Regions from separate parts of the Astyanax mexicanus genome. Here region 1 is linked to region 2. A link is a contact called in public Hi-C data. All regions are on one chromosome and are shown on one strand. Each heading gives the region's core, a stretch centred on a gene start, on an enhancer-like site or on the middle of the called end of the contact. The rest is flanking DNA. Distances are from core to core; before and after follow the strand shown.

Evidence for each region. Hi-C and Micro-C count contacts between places; a contact is called where the count stands out from the background.
Region 1: a Hi-C map of muscle shows a contact between it and region 2, with 8 times the contacts expected there. The contact joins the promoter of LOC103024909 here to the promoter of mib2 in region 2. A contact is called at or near these places in 2 of 3 Hi-C or Micro-C datasets (blood and muscle).

What each region holds. Positions count from the first base shown.
Region 1 is chr12:12,920,354-12,926,926 of AstMex3_surface, reverse strand. LOC103024909 (caspase recruitment domain-containing protein 19-like) reads right to left here and starts at 1,954. Exons shown (of 6, transcript XM_007237048.4): 1 at 1,814-1,954. The coding sequence starts at 1,820. It overlaps LOC103034958, which reads right to left. Exons shown (of 5, transcript XM_022670773.2): 5 at 3,746-5,367. The coding sequence ends at 5,058.
Region 2 is chr12:12,559,978-12,566,855 of AstMex3_surface, reverse strand. It overlaps mib2 (MIB E3 ubiquitin protein ligase 2), which reads right to left and starts at 5,285. Exons shown (of 19, transcript XM_022670777.2): 1 at 4,605-5,285. The coding sequence starts at 4,617.

The DNA of each region.
Region 1 (6,573 bases), core at 705-3,204, 360 kb before region 2:
CCATTGCTCAACTTTGAGCTTGAATTAAGCAGATGAGTGATATTTTGTCCTTCTAATTATTATAGCTAATTAAGGTATTTAATTCCTAGGCATATTCATGTCCAATTTTAGGGTGCTTACATAAATCATTAGCTAGGTTATACAATCATGTGTGCAATATTTACCATGTAAATGTCTATATGTATTTGTTTTAGCCCAGTGTTTAACATTATGCTCAGTTTAATTCCTGCACATGTGGTAAGATAAATCAATGGTTTGTTCATCACACATTTGGGACACTTTTAACTCACAGCTCAGAACAAAAGAATGTAAATGTAAGTGTCCAAAAAAAAAAGACAATCAGTATAAAAAATGGGAGAACTTCATCATTTTTATTGGCATAGAAACCATAAATCTAAATATAAAACATTGCACCAAAGTTATATTATGATATACATCACGTATTGTATATTTGATGTGAATAGTTAATTCTGGCATATACATGTTATGAGTAAATGTAAAAGTAAATCCCATGTAAGCCAACTATCAATGTTGAGGTTAAATTGAAGGGTAATTGAACAATATGTCTACATAGACCATTAGTCTATCGAGGCACATAAGACTAATATGTGTCAGAATATGATATGAATACCTCCTAAAACTTTTTAACTAACCCTAGCTAAGTCAAACCAGTTATTTAACGCTAAGAAAATCGAAGAAGGTATCAACGCATGCGCAGAATGCCACCGGCCTGAAAGTGCTGGTTTAAATCCGCGGTTCTGCTGACGCATGCGCAGAATGCCACTGGCTTGAAACTGCTGGCGTGAATCTGCTGCCGTATATCCGTGGCTCTGCGGCTCTGCAGACAGATACTATTGAGGATGACAGGGGTGGGGCATCTCCCTTGGGAGGGGTTATGCAGAGAGGGTGGGCACCACTCTGGATCTGCCATCTGGGAGACACACAGCTGGGTTGGTGGCCTTTGGGCTATTTTAGCTCTGTGGGTGGTTGGTTTTAGCTCTCCTAGTCTTGTTAAAGGCTGTAAGTGAGTGGCAAGCCTGTTAAATAAAGAAGCTGTTGAGCATTCAGCATGGGTCTCACGGGTCTTCCTTCCTCTTCCACGCCACTATATATATATGTATATATATATACGTATATATATATATATATATATATATATATATATATATATATATATATATATATATATATATATATACGTGTATATATATATATATACGTATATATATATATATATATATAATGTGTTACAGCAGATTGTAACAGACAGCGATAGCTACAGTCTTATGTTAGCACAAACACGCCCGACATATTATGTAACACATTAATAAAGTGAATTATTCAGTACTGTACCGCTTGTCAGTGTGTGTAACAGCTTCAAGTGTCTGTATTCAGTCACGCGGGTGAATTCAGGACGTATTTAAGTAGGCTGCTGGGTTTAGCTCCTTGAGACGGTGGCCAATCCAGATCCTGGAGTAATAATCCGCCCCAGGACTTTTTATCAGTTGGACGGGGAGCTGACTGCAGCAGACATGCGCGCGCAGTAACAGTACAACCCTGTGGCGGATTAATACTCCCAGGACCTGGATTGGCCTGTACGATTTACAGACGCTCCGCGGCGGGATTTATCAGTGCGCATGTTTTGTAAATCTGTGAATCTATGCTGGAAGCCACACTTTTACTGAGTTAACTGAAGGCCGGCCGACCCTCAGCAACAGGTCAGCGAGCTCTAAACATCGCTAAAGTCGCGGATAAACTAAATCCACCCACTCAAACTAAAAAAAAACAGTCCGTTTGGAAGATCTATACCGACCTGCCATTGTAGAAACCGGGGGATTTCTCCGAGCGCCGACTCTCCGCTCAGTCCGCTCCGAGGGGACGGAGATCCATGACGGAATGAGCCGAAACGAGCCGAGCTGTACCGAGTCACTGAAATAATACCTGTGATAAACAGTGTAATTCACATTCAGTGATTTTAATTTATCCTACATAGTAAATGAATAGTGAAGTGATTCAGACTATGAAGGAACACGTAATGAATCATGTAGTAACTTAAAAGTGTTAAACAGACCAAAATACACTGTGAAGCATTTAGCTTCTCTTATCTGTGCTGATGTTAACTTGCCGTTTCTGAGGCTGGTAGTTGGTCTTCCTTTCCTGGGGCGGTCCTGATGAGAGCCAGTTTCATCAGTATAATGATTTTACTGGTGATTGTGGTGACTGCACTTCAGGCTACTTTCTTGATATTGTGGCGGCTCTGGGTTGTGTGTGTGGCTGCCTGTAGGCATGTTTCTGTTCTTTTGTGTGTGGGGCCTTATGTGTTTTGTTGTGCTGTGTTGCTCCAGCCTACGTAGCTGGTACCTCCCCCGTAACCTAGGGTATGGGGAGGGGCCATGCAGATGGGTGCTGTTTAGGGCACTCACCGTAAAGTAAGTGAGTAGCGAGTTTAGTCACTGGGTTCTGTGGGTAGCTTATTTGATAGGTTGGTTTAGCTCTCCTAATATTGTTAAAGATTGTAAGTGAGTGGCAAGCCTGTTTAATAAAAGAGCTTAAGAGCACTCATCATGAGTCTCACGGGTCTTCCTTCCTCTTCCACGCCACAATATTATTCTTTTTAGATTGACTGATCTTCGTTCTTTCTTAAATTATTTTTTCTCTTTTCTTTGTTGAGTAATTTTTGCCATAATATGGATTAGATTAAACCCAAATAGAGCTATTTACTGTATACTCTACCTCTTCACAACTTTACAACTGGTGCTCTCAAACACATTAAAAGACAAGAAATTCAAGTGTTCAATTTAAATTATTCCACAGTTATTTCTGATTGGCTGAAGTGTTTTATGAGTGCCATTATCAGATGGTAATGCACTGTAACCAAAGCACTCCATGTATTACATACAGGTTACCTAGCAACAATGCAGCACTTACAAACCAAACAGAGCAGCAGTGGAACTATTTTAAGTCGAGTGTTTATAACCAAACAGATTTAACTCAAAATCTTTCAATAAACAGCGATAATGGTGGTATAATTGCAACAATAAACTCGAGCCAGGCAAACTTTAACAGAGACTCAGTTACTGGTAGTCTGCTCAACTCCGTGAAAATAACCCTTGGCACCCATCACCACCAATCAGAAAACGGGTTCTTACCTGTTTCTTTAAAAACTGCTCCACTCCTACTTAAGGTTTCTTCCTTTTGCTAAATGAAGAAAAAGCACCCCAATAGTTAGAAAGTTGATTTGTTTTATTATCCAGTTCGGTATTTTTATTCAGTCAGTATTTTAGTTCCTTCCAACCCCTGTTATTCCTGTAAAAAAAATTAGATTTTGAGAAAATGTACCACCTTGAGAAATCATGAACATGTACCAGCTTTTTTTTTCAAATAACAGAGAATGTTATGTAAGGGTTATGAATATTTAGCAAATAAATAAAGTCTATATAGCCTCTGTTTGTTTACACTTTTTGTTGTTCCTCAAGGAAGACAACGCAGTCCAGTGCAACATGCAGCCTGCAGTCAAAACATTTTCTGCTGTGTGGAACTAGTTGAAACAAGCTGAAATTAGCACAACCGTCCTTTCTAATTTAATTACATTAAACATGGGTTTTGTTTTCCCCCCATCGTACTGTTTAACTGCTATTATTCACAACAAAATTGGTCCATTATGCTGCCATGTGAATAGCAATAGATATTATTTAGAAAAATATACTTAGAAGAGAGAAAAGAATAACATATAATGCAAAAAAAATAATGAATTACATATCTTTAATGCGTAGACATTAGATGAAAATGCAAATCTGCAGTCCCTAATAGTTATCATGACATTTTTTCCACACATTCTGAATTACTGTATCATAAGAACACGGACACACTCATAAGAGACAGTAGTAAAAAGTAGGAAACTTATTGTCTTAATCTATTGATGATATATGCAAGTCATTACAACATTAGGGCAACATGACCTTATTTTATTGGTTTATTGGGAAAAAAAACTGTACATTTGAAAGGAGGCTCTATTACTCTGTTGGGCAGCCTCTAGCCTGAATACAAAATGAGATACCGTTGGGGATGGAGGCCATAGTTGCTGCAGTTGGGCCTCAGTTATCCTGCTGAAAATCATTAGTTAGAAGCGGACATGAGAGGCAACACAGAATGTTCTGCACATAACGCTGATAAAATATCATACAATTATCACATAAAACTGTAAAATAAAACTGTTACTAGGGGTAAAAAATCATAAATAATGCCTCTTCAGATCTTCACACCAGCAGTGTGTCAGTTCATAGCAAAGGCATGAATATAGAGCAGTCACCAAAAGGCCTTCATGCTCAAACTCTACCATGGTTGGAAACCGAACAGATATTGATATTTTGCCAAAGACAACATGGCTTCAGTCTGTAGCAGTCCAGTGGCCCTATCTTACACCCTGCCCAAGGCACATCGTGATGCTCATTGCTATCTTACGCCCCGTCAACAGTCTATTTTCACACCTTGCACCCGTGTTTCTGTCATGTTGCTATGTTGGCGGCAGTCAGCGCCACTGACTGATTTAAAACCCTGACAATAGTCCATATCTATCTTAGCTATGCAGCGTACACCCCACTTTGTTACACACATGCATGGACAAGCCCAACTTTTACATCAACAATAAACAGAATACTAAATACTAAATGATGAGCAGGTCAGTTTCCTCTGCTAAGAAGCGTTGGACACATCCAGGGAGCTGCGCTGTTAAAATAGCAATCTGCCAGAAATCTGTAAATGGTAATTACAGTCCTGCCAACTAGCTCATAAACTTTACAATAACAGAGGAGACTGGTCTGTTAGATGATAGTCCAATAGGAATGCTTCAAGTCAAGTTGCTGGTTTTGGAAGTGTTTTTAAGGCACAGTTCATAAAAAAATGCATAGAAAACCCATTCTAACTTAGGAGCCCTGACCAGAAACCAGGCCTGGCCTTATTCCCCTGTTCAGCATCCTTCTCAGTCTATGTTAGGAGTTCACTGGTGTGTTCACAGCTGTCAAACAGTCTTGTTGCTGTTGAATGAATCTTGACCCTTCTCATACAGAAATAACCCAGATGGGTGGGCTTTTTGGGTCAGGTGAGTGTTGGTTTTGCCAGAATGGGTCCTTGAGGCTGTGTCCCCTACCTCCTGAGACTGCACCGTCTGGTGGGACCGCAGGTGTTGGAATGGGCCGTATCCATGATGGCTGTTCCAGTGTGGGATTGTATCTAGTGCTGGGTTGGGCTGGAAGTAACTGTGTCTGTAGGACAAAGGAAGTATGTGTGTTCCTATATGCATTGGGGGGCATAGCTTCATGGAGAGGTTGGCTGGGCTGGACAATCAAATGGTAGCCTTGCTGATGGCATCTGCAAAAAAAACAAACATGACAGATATTCTCAATGAGAGCTGGTGTATTACTGGCAGTGTAGGTTTTTGTATGATAATACATGTTTTTTTTGTATGTGTGTGTGTGTGTGTGTCTTGCAAAGGTTGGTTGTGACTAGTAGTAAAAAAAGTTAATAAAGTTGTTGTTAGTAGTGTGTAGTTCTCTGTTTGCTTGGCCAACCCCTACACTCTTCCTACTGTCTTCTACTCTAAACTCAACAGTGCATGTTTTAACAGTCAGTAAACACAAAACATGACTGCAGATTCACCACAGTTTATTTTTACTTTCTTCTTGCGTGTTGAGGAGTGACGTCTGGCCTATGCGACACACATGTAACACCACACAGTGGCACACACACTGGAGGGAGGAGTGAGATGTGCGTTTTATAGCAGTTTTAAATGCAGCCACTATTTTGAGTTTGTATAGGTTAAAGATGATCAATATCAAGGTTGGTTGTTCACTCTGTGCTGGAGACTACCTAGCTTCAAAGACACAACATCAAATTTGAAGAAAGGTTTGGAGTCTCAGTGGCACATTTACAGAACAAGTCCCAAAGCTGGAGCAAAGCTTCCAGTAAAGTGTGTTTTGGCAAAATTGTTAAGTTGAGGCGACATTAACTTAAAAGTTAACTTAGTTACTTTTAAAATGAAGTAATCTATAAAAAACTAAGTATTTTTAAAGGGGCAATCAGTAATCAGATTACTTTTTCAAAGTAACTATGTAACTATTCCATCACTGCATACCCCCACCCAACCCCTCCACCTACTAACCTGAGAATTATTGGATAAAGTAGAGAAGTTCCACTGGTATTTGGAATTATGTCATAGGTTCATGTTTATGTGTCAGTAATGGGTGCAACTCATTGCATTGAAAGGGATGTAAAATGCAAATGTATATATGTATATTTTGTTCCCATCTAGGTTTTTGAGGTTAGATTCTTTCTGTTTTGTTTGTTAAGCTTTTAGACTCTTGCTCATGCCCTTCATTTAAAGCTTTTTTAAAATTATTCTATAGTAATAAACATGGTAAATATATATTTTACATTATATATATTGTAATAATAAATGCTACTGATGTTATTTCTTTCTGTTCATTTGGCTGTTCATTTTCTCCTGATCACACTGTTTAAGTAGGCCAGGCTACTTTGCCTTTTTTTTACTCTTCTTCTTCTTTATAGCTACTCTTT
Region 2 (6,878 bases), core at 4,036-6,535:
ATGTCTGTCCACTTAGAACACTTGTCCTTTGCCACTTTTACTTATCACCAAGTCTCACAATGAGCCCATTCAAGAAAAGCACAGCGGGGGGCCTTGTTCAATCAACCAGTAAACAACATAAGTACATACGTACAGATAACTTGACCCGCCAGTTGTATGGTGCATGTGACTGGGCATGTGATATAATTGAATCAAACTTTTTCTTCCTTAAGAAACTTTTGATGAGCCCTGGGGTAACAGAACTCCACTACAAAACAAAAGGTTACAGGTCAATTTTAAATGTGAATAAAATAATCAGTGTTAAAAACACTAAGTTATATATTATTGGTGCCAATCCCTTAAAAAAAGCAGCTAAATACTTTCTTAGATACAGTTATATATTTCCATTTCTCTGAAGCATATCGAGATTTATATAGAGATATATAGAGTTTTAGTTACATCACCCACATCAGCCCAAGTGTCAAGCATAGGAAGACGCAGCCCATGCACGTAGGTGATGATGATAAGACATTGCAAAGTTCTTTAGTACGCTCCCTAAACCGCTGTGTAAAATCTAAATGACCTAAAACAAATGTATATACAACATTAGAAACACACGCAAGTGTTGGGTCTGATTTTGGTCCTGACCCATTTCTATTCTATTAATGCAGGGTGCTCCACATACACACACTCCACCTCCAAAATCCCTGTTTAACCTCTGATTCTACAGCACCTTCAGGGCTCAAGCACTGCTGATCCATGGTCTCAAATCTACAACCTTCAGCAGTCAACAGTCATTATGGGTTTTCTCATCATCATCAGACCCGTGCAGCAGACCTTCAACTAATCAAATCAGAAAAATGAAGACAAAGCTGTTTACAAACCTCAGGAACACAGCATATGCCCAGATCTAACATTTAAAAGGGGTTTAAAGGGGAAGTCCACCAACTGTCAAAACATCTGCGTAATTAAATTAGGATCTAAACAAAGCATGCAGAGCGCTAAGATGCGAGGAGACAAACTTGCAGAGTCAGTTATGAGCCCTGGGGTAACAGAACTCCACTACAAAACAAAAGGTTACAGGTCAAATGCCACCTGAAAATAGAAGCTGCTGCCATTGTGCTTTGGGAATAGTTCTAAATCTATCCTGCAAGACGTGCTTCAGGTGAAAATGTGACACCAGAGTGCACATCCAGTGAACGGAATTAAATCTCCTCATTTAGCACAGCACTGTTCTACTAAACACACCAGAGTTAAATAACAAGTACATGACCAAACCATGCCCCTGCACTATACTTTAAACAGGAACTGTGCTGATTATCTATTGCTCAAAATCAATACACCCATAATAAATCTTACATAAGGGCATCAAAATGAGGCTGGTGAGATTTTATCCAAGATATATTAATACACTACATACACTATATGGATACAAGTTTTGGGACACATGCTCATTATTCAATGTTTCTACAGAAATCAAGGCTGTTAAAAGAGTTTATTCTGCTTGTATTGGAGTCACTATCCTCTCTACTGTGCAGGAAAGGCCTTCTTAATGATTTTGAGGCATTGCTGTGTAAAATTTTATAGCTTTCAGCAATAATGTTCAAGAGCAAGAGCGTTAGTACGGTCAGGATGTTGGATGATTACCACCTTACCTCACCCTACCACAACTCATCATCCCCAAAGTATATGTGTTCCAGAGAACACAGTTTCACTAATCCATAACCATCATATTTGTTCTATTGGTAGTATATCTCTAAAATAAAAAAAAAGAGACAAGTGGATGAGCATTACCTTAAACATTGGGCCCCATCTGGGTGCTATCTGTACATTTGCACTTTGCACATAGGGCCTAGATGGGCCTATAGTGTAACTGAGACCATGTGAGATGTGAGGGTCCCAGTTACAACACATGTGCGTGCAAACTTATGCAAAGCAAAGCTCATGTCCACGTAGCCCACATTCCACCTATATAAGCTACACACGGGCATGCTGGCGTTTTATAAATGATTCATTGGTAATGGCCTGTGTCAGCAATGGGGAAAACTTAAAATTATAAAATGAGAAAATTAAACTCATTAGACACAGATATTATACACAGCACTGACCAGGTTATATTTCTCCACTGCTCCGTGGTGCAGATCTGATGCTCATATGCCCAGTGTAGGTGCTTTTGTGGATGAACATAGGTCAGTATGGGCACTCTAACCAGTCTGCAGCTAAGCTGACCTATCTATAGCACTGTGTGTTCTGAGACAATTCTATTATAACCAGCATGAACTTTTTCAGTTTGTAGTTTGTACTATAACTGTACCAACAATTACTTTAAATGACCATATCCCAATATCATCCTAATATTGTCTCTACTGTGTGAGATTTAATTCTAAAAACAGAACATACATGTCTGAGTAAATTATTGGACAAAGTATGCTATAGAAACATTCCAATTACAGCGCAATAAACAGAGCAACACGTCTACTTAATTTGAGCATAATCCACAGCAGTGTGCTTAGTCAGGTGTGCAACTGTCTCATATTTATTAATAAAAATATACATATTGTATAAAGCACACCCAGCATTAAGGTGTTTATCTAGCTGGTGAGCAGTGGAACTGTACTGATTGGGCTTCATTCAGTACTAGGCACTTGCCTTTCTGTTGCTGGATGCAATTAAAAACATCATAGCTGGGCTTCTATAGTAGAACTTTATAGTAAAAAGCCTTTCCTGGACTGTAGAAACAGTCAGCCACTGGAACAAAGAAAACAAATGCAGGATTGCCTCTTTTTAAGTACCTGATTGATTTCACAATGCATGAAGAGAATAACCTCCAACAAAATAGAACTTTCTGTAACAACTAGCTCATGAACATGAACCTATTGGCAGCATGTCTAATGACAAGTGTGGGCTACCCCAAAAAGCACTGCAGCATTGAGCGGTTTAGCTAGCCGGAAAACAGTGGAACTGTACTGATTGTGCTTTACCCACTACTAGTACAGTATATATTTTGTGTTGCTAAATGTAATCAAACCATTGTAGTTAGGCGTCTTAAGTAAAAAATCTAGTAGAAGGCCTTTCCTGAACTATAGTAACAGTTAGCCACTCCAACAGCTGATTGATTTCAGAGTGCATGAATAGAATTACTGCCACTAGAATAGGACTTTCTGCTAATGAACATGAACCTATTGGACCATGGCTAATGACATTATAAAGCACCTCAGCATTGAGCTGTACTGTTTGTGCTTCATCCTGTACTAGGACCTTCTCTTTTCTGTTGCTAAATGCAATCAACCCTGTATAGTGGTGACTCTATAGTAGAAATCTAGGATAAATCCTTTCCTGTACTGTAGAAACAGTGAGCTACTCCAACAAAGGCAATTGCATATTTTCTAGTACATAAACAGAACCTAAACATTGAATATGCAGGTGTTTCACTAGACTAGTCCATACATAGTGTATCGCTTACTAGTCAGCTAAGCTAGATAGCAAACCTAACCAACAACTTTGATTAAATATCCCACACTCACTGTTAAAACACTGGGTCTGCTCAGCAGGGCTAGACCTAAGCAGCATAAGCAGCTTCCCCACTTTCACTGCGCTGCAGAGAATCAATTAAACCTGGCTAGCTAACTAATTAGCTAAAATTTATTAAATGGAAATATATAGTGAGTTAAACAAAACACGTGCACACACTCACACCGCTAGTTATCTTATTTTCTAGTGATGTGTGAAGTGAGCCCTTTTATTCCCTGCATTCATTAGAATGGACATCATGTATTTTCTTAATTTTTTTTGCACATAACACTATTTGAAAGCTGTTGTCTATCAGGGCTGTAACTAATGATTATTTTGGTAGTCGACTAAATCTGATGATTATTTTTTGATGAATCGATTAGTCAGCGATTATTTCTGCCATGTCCTCCACCTCTACAAACAATGGAAACAGCTGTACATGAGATTAAAGGCATTTAAATGTCTAAACATTGTTTAAATGGAAAGTACTGATATTAAGTGAGTAAATATGTAATCTGTTGTTTTGGGCACTTTTGGAGACACAGACTAAGTTGAGTGGAACCTTTGTTACACTCCCATTATGCTTCTGTCCACAGCACTTTGTGTAATGCAGTACTGTTACAAATAAACGATTAGTCAACAATAAAATTTGTAATTGACCAATGTAAATATTGTCATATAATGTTTATATAATATAAACATTGTCGATTATATCGACTAATTGTTGCAGCCCTACAGCAGACCATGAACCAGCCAGTGAAGTTTATAGACCAATATAACAGTAGAATGGTCCCATCCACTGCACAGGAAAAACTGTAGGATAGTACTAGGGCCATTGAGATAAAATAACAGCTAATTTAATTAATAATCATGTTCATTTTTTTTTACTGTTCAGGAATGGTTTATGAAATAAAAGGGTCAATATGAAATATAAAATATTACACACAGGCTTCCAATGCAATGGAAATAAAAAGCTATTCAATATTTTAGATATTTGGATGTATCTACTCTATAGATTTTATAGTAGAATATTAGACAGACAGAAGACAGCATTATTCAGCATTGTTTTCCATCACTAGAGATAATTCAGGTCTGAAAAGGTTAGGCAAGCTTACCTGTCGACAGCATTAATGCTTCCACGGCTTCAGCTGCACCTTTCCAGCGCTTAACTCGCTTAAAGGCAAGGCTTTAACCCAAAGCGAGAGACAAGCATGAGTGAATAAGCGAGCGGCTGCCAGGCGGACAGGCGGGCGGGCAGGCGTGTGTCATTAGTCTTTATCCAGGGGCTGAGCGGGGTTAGCGCGGCTCCTCGTCCCCGCAGACACCGCTAGCATTTGTGAGGCTTCACTAACCTTCCGCTGAGGGTCTTCTTTGGCTTTAATTTGCGTTATTTTAGGGTTAAATCCACGGAATCACGCCGAAACGACGCGAACGAGTGAGCGCTCCAGGTAGGCAGACAGACAGGACAGCAGCCGTGCTAGTTATGCTAACAGCAACAACAACACGGCGGCGGCGGCGGAGAGTGGGGGATTCGGGCTGTGACACTCCCACGTTGAACGTCGTCACTTTTATTCTTTATTTATCGCCCATTTCTCTCCGCCCCGGGCGCAGCGTGCCTCACTTGGCTTCCCAACCCGAGCAGGGACTCGTGTGTTCGGTTTAGCTACGTTTTCTGGCGTTAAGCTAGCTGGGTTAGCTAGTTAGCTGTCTCCCCTCCGGCGGCGGCTGTGGCCGAGCGGCAGGTTCTGCCGAGCTTGTGAGACAGCTGACAGCGAGCAGCGCTAGCGACGGCCGACTCGCGACTCGAATCAATCGATTCACAGTCGACTCACTGAATCAATTCAGAACCTATAGCTCACACTACGGTCAAGAGCTAATCAATACCTTGCAGTGCTATCCAGCCTACTCCTTATTATCCATCTCCAAACAAAGCGGTTAAAATCAGCTGTTAAATTAATCTGATTATTTATGATTAGCACAAAACCATAAACCATTCATATCTTAAATGTGTTCCTCTGACGTAAAGAAACACAGTTCTGCTTAAAATTGTATAATTTTTAAAGCCCAATCAGATCTCCCTACTGCCCCGCCCCTGAACCTATACATAACCCAGTGCCCCTTCAAATCTACCCCTCCCATTTATTTGTTTTACATTTTTCAAATTTGAGCTATGCTGAGGGTGGAGTCAGCTAAAATCAGAGGGTTTTGTTACCCTATACCCACCCACCGCATGGACTGTTCACACTTTTGCTATCAGGCTGAAGGTACAGAAGAAGTGTGACATGCAAGACCACCACGTTATAGACCTTAAACACCTTCTACACTGCTGCCATCAGACTCCCCAACCTACCACAGAAATAATTCTGCACTTTACTTTTTACATTACATGTTCACCTGCCACTGTCATTTCTCGGTGGCACGTGTTCACTTTTATCACATTTCACTGCTGTAGATAATCATGTTCTTGCTTGTAAATAATATTTATTTAAATTTTATATTTATTTTCTTGTTTTATTTCTTGTTTTTATTGTATTTTTGCTATGTTTTCTTTATGTGGCATACTTGGCGAGAAACAAGAAAAGAATGTTTAATTCTAAAAACCTACCTCTCTGCGTTTTCTTTTTCCCTTCTTCTGTATTCTATTTTTGTTTCTTTGGTTGCACCCATCAGTTTCCTAATTATGTAATACTAATCTCGTACTTATGAATTACTATGTCATAACTTGCAATCTCATAACTATGACTTAGTATCTCAGTAGTATCTTAGTATCTCAGCTATGACATACCATTTAATAATTATGACTTAGCATCTAAGAATTACGACTTCTCGTCGTTAGAGAGCAGGCGAATCATGCAGCTAGATAGACTGCCGGTGTTTGGAGAAGACAGTTAGAATAAAAACGAATCGACTACAAAAGCGAATCACTGAATCGGTTCACGATCGATTCATTGAAACTGACAGTTCAAACAACTGCTTCGGTAAACTGAATCGAACTCCCCATCACTACTGTACCTTCTCTTCCTATGCACCGCGCATGCGCGGAACCATTCCATTAGCCTCAATGGTCCCAGCACTGGTGTTATAATTTCTAAACACAGGGGCGCAGTGATTCAGGAATTTACCTTTCCCTAAAGTTCCCGGATGGAATCGAATCTGTTCATTTACACCTATTCATAGGTGAAGCTGGTGCTGGAAATCCTGTTCATTTTAAGAGGATACAGATTCAGTAAACGCATTGTTGCTGTGATATAGTTAGGGAAATACAGTTTGTGGTTCAGTAGCGCCCTCTTCCGTTTAAATACAGAGACACATCTTAACTGTCAATTTACCTGATTATGTATTATAATATATATTAGTTCACCATATTCAGCAGCTTTAACACCTTCTTA